Linked DNA regions of Sus scrofa: region 1 is linked to region 2. Evidence: chromatin contacts called from public Hi-C data. All regions are on one chromosome and are shown on one strand. Each heading gives the region's core, a stretch centred on a gene start, on an enhancer-like site or on the middle of the called end of the contact. The rest is flanking DNA. Distances are from core to core; before and after follow the strand shown. Region 1 overlaps UBTD1 (ubiquitin domain-containing protein 1). Region 2 holds the start of AVPI1 (arginine vasopressin-induced protein 1).

Region 1 (4,547 bases), core at 282-2,781, 120 kb before region 2:
GGCTGCTTCTCAGAACTTTATATACCCTTTTTCCTTAACAACTTTCATTGTATTCTTTTTTTTCTTTGGCTGCACTTATGGCATATGGAAGTTCCTGGGCCAGGGATTAAATCCGAGCTGCAGCTGTGACCTATGCCCCCCAGCTGCAGCAATGCTGGATCCTTAACCCACTGCACCCAGCTGGGAATGGAACCCATGCTGCCACAGCGACAGTGCTGGATCCTTAACCTGCTGTGCTATAGCGGGAACTCTTCATTGTTTTATTCTTATAACTAAAGTAACTACTGCTTATTTTTGAAAACTTGGAAAGTATAAGCAAAAAAAAAAAAAAAAAATCATTGGTAACTGCCAATCAGATATAACCATTGCTGGAGTTCCCATCATGGCACAGCAGAAATTAATCTGACTAGGAACCATGAGGTTGTGGGTTCGATCCCTGGCTTTGCTCAGTGGGTCAAGGATCCGGCATTGCCATGAGCTGTGATGTAGGTCGCAGACATGGCTCGGATCCTGTGTTGCTGTGGCCGTGGTGTAGGCCAGCAGCTGTAGCTCTGATTCGACCCCTAGCCTGGGAACCTCCATGTGCTCTGGGTGCGGCCCTAAAAAGCAAAAAAAAAAAAAAAAAAAATATATATATATATATATATATATATGTAACTATTGTTAACATTTGGTGTAACTCCTTCCAGTGTTTTGATCTGATTTTTATTTATTTATTTATTTAGGCCACACCCACGGCACGTGGAAGGTCCTGGGCTAGGGATCGAACCCATGCCAAAGTTGCAACCTGCGCCACAGTTGTGGCAACACTGGATCCTTAGCGTGCTGCACTGCAGGAGACCATCTCAGTCTTTTTAATATGTATAATTTTACATACATTTGCAGCAATAAAAGCCAGAGCACAGACACTTGCTGTTCTCTAACCCTTTTTTCCCTGAATCACTGGGCATTTCCCTGCGTGACTCTGCCTCCCTCAGTCCCATCACAAAATGGGTGCCGCGGATGCACAGACATTATGTAGCTTTTCTCCTGGTGGCGTGCCTTTAACTTGTTTCTAGAAAACCAGGCGGAGTTAAACAGCTTTGGAGATGAACCTTCGCCACACACTTGTGATTATTTTCTTAGAATACTTTCTTAGAAACCAAACAGCTGAGCCAAAGAGATGCATACTTGTAAGTTTTTTGGTATCATAGCAACTGCCCTCCAGAAAGTTTGTACCAGCATATAAGAGCATTCACACCCTTTCCCCTGCCCGATATTTTTTGACTCAACTAACTGTAAAACGTCATTTTTTAAATGAATGAAATTTAAAATATTCTTCATCAATTTGCTTTTATGTTTAGAGTAAAAGCTTCCTTTTCTATTTAGTCTGTATCTGTGTCTAAAATTGTCAGCATCAGTGTGTGGGGATCCAGACATTTTGGCAAGTCTCTTATACATGCTTGCCTCCGGCCTGGGGAAGCTTGCTGGATATCTTTAAGCTGTGTGCTGAGTTTCAATCACTGTGAGCAAAGCCAGCCCCTGGCCCGGGGTGCTGCTGCTGCCCCCTGCTGGCGAAGTGCAGTGGTGGCTGAAAGGGCTGGCCTCCTGCCCTTTTCTTACCTCAACCCTCCCTCTTTCTTCCGCCACCACCCCATTTTAATAGTTTCTAGTATCTTCAGCCTGAAGGGAACCAGTGTGCAGGGTGAGGAGATTTTAAGCTCTGTGTCTTGGGTGATGCAAATGCAGTTACTGTTTGGGGAGGCTCACTGGCATTGCGTCTGTCCTGGTATGTGACGTGTGTCTCTGACAGCACAGACAGGAAAGCGTGCTTTTCTCTGGGTGAAGGGAGGGGACTCTGCAGGCAAAGTATTCAAGCAAAGCATCCTTCAGGTATGCGGGGCCTCCTGAGGTGACAGCCTTGAAAGGTGACGCCTTGGGGCTGTGTTGATATTAAAAAGAGAGAGGCATGCATACACAGTGACACTTCAGGTACCCTAAGGTCACCAGTAACCTGGATTGTCAGGGACAGGACCAGAACCTGACCATTGAAGTAAGGGAGGGTGGGCCATCTGAGCAAGAACAACAGATGTCCCCAAGCCTTGCCTCTCTTCTTCAGGAAACCTCTTTCTTAGAACCAGATGCTCTCAATTTTGACAGTGCTGACAGAGCTTTCTCACCCCTCAGCAGATGAAGAGTGGCCCATTAGCTGGACCTGATCTCTACCCATATGAGCAGCAGTTAGATGGAGACCAGTGAGAAGAGACATCTGGCAGAGAGGAAGCAGCTCAAGAAGTTAAAAGGCCTGAGTCATTGAGTAGAGGGGCAGAAGTGGTCCCAGAGGTCCCCAGGGCATCACTGCAGAATTCCTGTGAGTCCTGATGGGTCATAGCTCTTGTTAGGGAGTCATCAACACTAAAGGACCATAGAGAAAAGGGGTCAGAAATCATGAAGCAGAGCAACTTCCTTGATCCAGGCAGAAACCCCTCCAGGCCAAACTTCCACCAAAAAAACCCATGGACAAAACTGTCATCTTTTGTTTCTCCAGTTCCTCCTTTCTGTCTTTCACACTTAAGCCTTTGATCTATCTGGGTTTGATTTTTGTGGCTGGCGTGAGGTAGGGATCCTGTTTCATGTGTTTCTGTAGGGAGAACCTGTGACTCAGTGGTAACAAACCCAATTAGTATCCATGAGGATGAGGGTTTGATCCCTGGCCCTGCTCAGTGGGTTACAGGATCACGTGTTGCTGGGAGCTGTGGTCACAGACCCTGTTCAGATCCCAAGTTGCTGTGTCTATGGTGTAGGCCAGCAGCTGCAGCTCTGATTTGACTCCTAGCCTGGGAACTTCCATATGCCATAGTTGCAGCCTTAAAAAAAAAAAAAAGAACCTGTAGTCCCATAACTACTTATCACTAGTCCTTTGTAAGGAAAATCCCCAGTGTCTGTCGTCTGCTGCTCACATGGCATCCTTCTGATGACAGTTATGTGGGTGTCTTTCCCATGTCCTGTTTCATGTTTTTAAGGCTCTCTGATTTCTTAAATGCAGTATTTCACAATCTGGGTCTGATAAATCCCATAGCTGAAGTCTTTGTAAGTCTGATTCTTCTGCCTGTTGTTTTTGCTGGCTTGGGCTCATATTGCCTTGTTTCTTTGTATGTTGTGATTAAGAAAAAAAAACCTATGACCTTATTATTTATTTTTCTTGGAACTTTATCTCAGGAATTCTTTGAGGCCTGGTTTGAAGTTGTTTGCCAACAAAGAGGATTTGCCTTTCCTTCTGCTAACCCAGGAACACTCAGATGAAGTGTCTGGCGTGAGAGTTTTCTGTCTGCACAGGTAGAGGCAAACCCACTGGATTCAGTCTGACCTGAGGCAGAACCCTCACTCTGTCACTTACTGTGTCACTTCAGGCCAGTCATTTAATCTCTCTGCCTGTGCCATCATCTGTGGAACAGCAATAATAACACCTAGCACATAAAGCCATTCAAAGAGTGAAGTGGGGGAGTTCCCATCGTGGTGCAGCGGAAATGAATCCGACTAGGAACCATAAGGTTGTGGGTTCGATCCCTGGCCTCACTCAGTGGGTTAAGGATCCGGCATTGCCATGAGCTGTGGTGTAGGTCGCAGACCCAGCTCAGATCTGGCGTGGCTGTGGCTCTGGCGTAGGCTGGCAGCAACAGCTCCGATTAGACCCCTAGCCTGGGAACCTCCATATGCCATGGGTGTGGCCCTGAAAAGCCAAAAAAAAAAAAAAAAAAAGAGTGAAGTGGGGTGTTGTGTATAAATAAAGTGCTTACACGGTTTTCCTTCATGTGGTAGGTGGGTCAATGTCCTGCTCTTCCCCAAGGAGGCCCCCCTCCCACCCTAGCCTGTAGGGGCAGCTCCCAGCTTTAGTTCTGCATCTCACTCAAGATCCGAGTTAGGGAGTTCCCGTCGTGGCGCAGTGGTTAACGAATCCGACTAGGAACCATGAGGTTGCAGGTTTGGTCCCTGCCCTTGCTCAGTGGGTTAACGATCCGGCGTTGCCGTGAGCTGTGGTGTAGGTTGCAGACGCGGCTCGGATCCCGCGTTGCTGTGGCTCTGGCGTAGGCCGGTGGCTACAGCTCTGATTCAGCCCCTAGCCTGGGAACCTCCATATGCCACGGGATCGGCCCAAGAAATAGCAACAACAACAACAAAGACAAAAGACAAAAAAAAAAAAAAAAAAAAAAGATCCGAGTTAAAGCGAGAGCCAAGGACTTTAGATCTCGTTCTTGTGGCTCATTCTGCCTTCAGTTCTGAGAAGACTGAGCTTCCTAAAGCCTTTGAGAGATGCCTCTGCTCTCCGTCTTGACTGTGGTCCAGAGTTGTCCTGGAGGTCACTTGGGGTTGTGTAAGAAGAATAATGACCTTAAAAAAAAAAAAGGATAATGATATTTAACAGAATTGTTTCCTTCATCAGATACTGTGGGGATTTTGGGGGTTGGTCAGTTGTGGTTTTAAAAAATTCTTTGTAACTGTATGATAGAACATTAATAAAGAGACTTTTTTTTTTTTTTTTTGTCTTTACTAAAGACAAAATGGTTCCT
Region 2 (4,459 bases), core at 926-3,425:
TTCAACTCGTTTTGAAACAGTAATAAATGAACTATAGAGCTTCTAACAAAGAAATACATTTAAAATGTGACTCATCCTGCACTAGATTTGCAGTATATAAATATGGTGCTCAGCTGAGCGTTCTTTTAAGTTATGCATCTCAGTTCAGATACCTGTTCTCATGGTGTCCCTGGGAGGTGCAGGGGACTACAACAGGCACAACACACTTGGGTGACCTGGGTGGCAAGTGGGCCCTTACTCAGCTCACCCCCTTCAGATAACGCTGGTGACAGAAATAATCTGTAACCGGAGGCCAAGGGCCTCTTAGAAAAAGAACTGGAGGCTCTGGCCCAAGGCCTAAACCAACACTTGTGGCCTTGGCCTGCTTCCCGGCACAAACATGCCCCTGGACAGCAGCCAAAATCAGTGGCTCCTTCAAGCAAGAGGCCCAGTCCAAATGGCCGTGTGGGGGCCCCCCACTGGGCCTAGTTCAGCAAGGTACACATATAGGACACACACTGGCCTCCAAATCTGTGTCCCAGGAGGTGACGAAAGGAAACAGGTCCTTCTCCCAGATCGATTCTCAGATATGACCTGGAAGTAAACTCCCTCTAGATCTAGGAATAATTCTTTTCAAGAGTTCAAGAACCTTGAATTCTGGCTGTGCCACTGATAACTGGGGTGAGTGTGGCAGGCCTCCACTTCCCCTGCCGCAGTTTGCTCCTCATCAAAATGGTGAGAATAAATAACCTTTAAGGGGCCAGGGAGATAAAGTATGCAAAAGTTTGCATCCCGGGAGTTCCGTGGTGGCTCAGTGGTTAACAAATCCGACTAGGAACCATGAGGTTGCAGGTTCGATCCCTGGCCTTGCTCGGTGGGTTGGGGATCCATGAGCTGTGGTGTAGGTTGCAGACTCGTCTTGGATCCTGTGTTGCTGTGGCTGTGGCATAGGCTGGCGACCCTACAGCTCCGATCAGACCCCTAGCCTGGGAACCTCCATATGCCATGGGAGCGGCCCAAGAAATGGCAAAAAGACAGGAAAAAAAAAATTTCCATCCCATACATCACATCATCATGAATGAATGATGTAAAGGAAAGGCTGTTTAACCACCAGGGGATTATAGAATCATTGCCATTTGCATCCTCACCATCCTCATAAAACTCCCTCAAAGAGCCTTTAGTCTTGAGAGAAGAGGGTAAAGGGAGATGGATTCATCCGTGGACTTTTAAATCACAGCTGCCATTGAGGCAGCTTGCTCTCTGTCAAGTGCAGAACAGCACTTCCTGAGGAGTAACATTTTTAATTCTCACAAAACTCCTACGAGGAGTCATTATTATTACACCCATTTTACAGATGAGAAAGCTGAGCTCAGAAAGGTTAAGTAACTTCCCAAAGTCACACAGGTGGTAGGTGAAGAGCCTGGGATGCGAACGTGAGTCTGAGCCCAAAGCCCACGCTCTCCACCACTGCTATTTTTGTTCCTGCCAGATGGTTGACGAGGTCTTCCGAGGGAGGAAGGACTCAGGAGGCTTTGAAACCTCTTAGAGCCTGCTATCTGATTCTGTGGGTTTGGAAGGCACAAGGATCCAAAGTCGGGTCTCCCAAGCTAGCCTCTGTGACCTCGGCCCTCCACGGCCCCACGGGGGGTTAGAACGATTACTCACCACGCTGAAGGGCAGCAACGACAGACCTCAAATCGCAAGTTAAAATGCGCCCACTCTAACCCCTTCCCCTTCGAAGGGGTGGGCGCAGCTCTGGGCTTCCTGCCGCGACGGTGCTCACAAGGACCAGGCGGCGTTCATGAACAGGATGAGAGCTTGGGAGGGGGTGTCCTGGCCGAGGTCACATGGCGACATTCCCTGCGCGGGTCGGCCCCCGGGGCTCAGACGTGGCAGCTTCGCACAACGACGGGCCCTAAGTGGACCTGGGGTTTCGGGTCCCTCCTGCACCCTTGCTCTGACGGCGCGCCCACCCACTTCCACCGCAGCGCGAGGCAGGCTGCCGACCTACGTACCTGGCCGCCCAAGGCGGGCCACCTCGGTCACAGCCGCGGCTCCCCGGAGAAAGCGCTCCCTAGTTCCAGAACAGCCAATCCTGAGCCGAGCCTTGGTGTGAGCTCCCGGCGAGCCTTCCAAAATCGAACGCGAAGACTCCGCGAGCCAATCAGTGGAGATAGAGGGATGAGAGGCGTGGCCCTACTCCTCCCCCTTCCCTCCGCTGGCCTCGAAACTCCAGTGCGAAGAAGCCCCCGGTCCAATCAGCGACGCAGCGGCAGCGAGGGGCGTGTCCTGGGGCTCTCTCTCCCCGCCCTCGGCTGCCCTCACGCCGCGCCCGGAGGTGCTCCCTTCATTGACGTCAGTCCTCGGGGAGAGCGTGGTTTTGCTGGCTGGGGAGTGGGGGCGGGGCCGCATTCCAGTCCCGGGGTGCGGCAAGGGCTGGCCCAGCTGGGTACACGTGACGGGTGCACCCCTCCCCTGGGAATGAAGCCAATAAGCGCGGCGCGGGATTCCTTGCGGCTTGTGGCCCTCCGCAAATAGACTTGCAGCTACTTAAACTCAACAGCAGACCACTTGGTATTCTGGCTTGAGTTTTGAGGGAGAGGAAGAGTCAGCGCGGTAGTCAGACCTTGGGCTTCAAAGCCAGAATGTCGTGAGTTTGAATCTTCAATCAGCTGTGCAACCTTGGGCCAGTAGCCTAAATGAGAGGCTATTAAAAAGGTTTTATTCATTCATTCGACAGTGGTCTATTAGGGACCCACCCTGTCGGAGTTTCTTGACTTGCAGTGAACTGGAGACACCTTTAATAAGCCTTGTCCTGGGGGAATTTACAGTTTAGTCAAGGAGGCTAACATTTATTATTATTTTATTTATTTATTTATTTTTGGTCTGTTTGTCTTTTTTAGAGCTGCACTCGCAACACATGGAGGTTCCCAGGCTAAGGGTCCAGTCGGAGCTGTGGCCACTGGCCTAGGCCACAGCCAAGGCAACACGGGATCCTAGCATTGTCTGCGACCTTACTCCACAGCGCACTGCAACGCCGATCCTTAACCCACTGAGCAGGGCCAGAGATCGAACCCAAGTCCTCATGGATGCTAGTTGGGTTTGCTAACCGCTGAGCCAAGATGGGAACTCCAGAGGCTGACATTTATAAACCTAAAATATTGAGTGTGACTATGATTGTGATACACATTATGGCTCTGAGAGGGTAAAATGAAGGAACCTAAGCTCCTTTGGGGAGGTCCTAGAAGGCAGAAGTAATACTTCAGCTGAGATATGGAGGAGCTGCAATTGGTCACAGGATGAGGAGTGGGTCTGGGAAAAGCCTATAAGGAAAAGAGTACACGCTAAGGCCAGGAGGTAGCCAGTCTCAGAAGGACTTGAAATGAGGCCTAGATAAGGCCAACAAGGGAGAGAGAGGTGGGAAGCCAGAAGCAGAAGCAGGCAGTGAAGTTTCCATTTGAATAGCATTATATGTGTTTATTTACTAGATCTTTTCTAGCACTTACTATGTACCAGTAATGCCAGTCAGCACTTTACAAATAGTAGCTCATTTCATCCTTTTGACAAATTTGTGTTTTTAGAAATTCACTTTGGCTGCAGCTTGAAATGTGGCTTGGGGGGGCAGGAGTGGTGGCAGAGTATCCAGTAGGCCCTTGATAAGTGTTTGTTTACTTGGTTTGAAGATGAGTAGTTGTGCACGGGTTCAAAAATAGTCACAAAGGGCACCTGGGAATAGGCAGCCAGACTTGTTGTCACTTCGAAGCTGACCTTAATAGTCATTTGAGTTCTATTCTGTAGAAGTTCTGAAAAAAAAAGTTCTTACTGTTTGATAAGAGCCAGCACACCAAGGAGTTCTCTGGTGGCCTAGTGGGTAAGGATGCAGTGTTGTCACTGCTGTGGCTTGGGTCACTGCTGTGGCATGGGTTCGATCCTTGGCCTGGGAATTTTTGCCTGTCGCAGGTGCAGCCAAGAACTAGCACACTGGGATTTGTAGGGCCCTTTCTGCAGGGTAGAGGTTAGGTTTGGGCGATGTTCCTCATCGCATGGCCTCCAGTTCCTCTCTCTGCCCTGCACAAAACATTATTAGCAAGAGCTTTGCTGTCATTTAAAAGGTTTTAACTTTGTTTTTCCTGAAGCCCTGTGGAAACATAGAAACGAACAAAGAAATTAGCAATATTTATCTCCAATAGAGTGGCTCAGTGGTTAACGAATCCAACTAGGAATCATGACGTTGCAGGTTCCATCCCTGGCCTTGCTCAGTGGGTTAAGGATCTGGTGTTGCCGTGAGCTGTGGTGTAGGCCGGTAGCTGTAGCTCCAATTAGACCCCTAGCCTGGGAATCTCCATATGCCGTGGGAGTGGCCCTAGAAAAGGCAAAAAGACCAAAAAAAAGAAAGAAAGTATCACTGCAAAGCCTTTCAGCCAACTGCGGGGCTGGGTACTGCACTGACTTTTAAATTAGGAGGCTGGGTTTCTGAACC

Evidence for each region. A called contact is a pair of places that touch in the nucleus more often than the background predicts.
Region 1: a Hi-C map of omental adipose tissue shows a contact between it and region 2, with 2.5 times the contacts expected there. The contact joins the enhancer-like site here to the promoter of AVPI1 in region 2. A contact is called at or near these places in 2 of 5 promoter capture datasets (fetal liver and liver), 9 of 47 Hi-C or Micro-C datasets (alveolar macrophages, embryonic fibroblasts, epiblast stem cells and 6 more) and 2 of 2 datasets of contacts at active chromatin or transcription factors (alveolar macrophages and skeletal muscle).

The regions. Positions count from the first base shown.
Region 1 is chr14:108,935,635-108,940,181 of Sscrofa11.1, forward strand. The region is part of intron 1 of UBTD1 (ubiquitin domain-containing protein 1); the gene reads left to right. Among named protein-coding and RNA genes, the nearest start is that of HOGA1, 21 kb to the right of the region's middle. Within about 2 kb of position 1,532, at least 14 of the 83 cell types and tissues checked have an H3K27ac peak or open chromatin away from gene starts, as enhancers often do. A contact at or near this core is called in alveolar macrophages, mesenteric adipose tissue and omental adipose tissue, where this site is marked.
Region 2 is chr14:109,050,053-109,054,511 of Sscrofa11.1, forward strand. AVPI1 (arginine vasopressin-induced protein 1) reads right to left here and starts at 2,176. Exons shown (of 3, transcript XM_001929060.5): 1 at 1,995-2,176.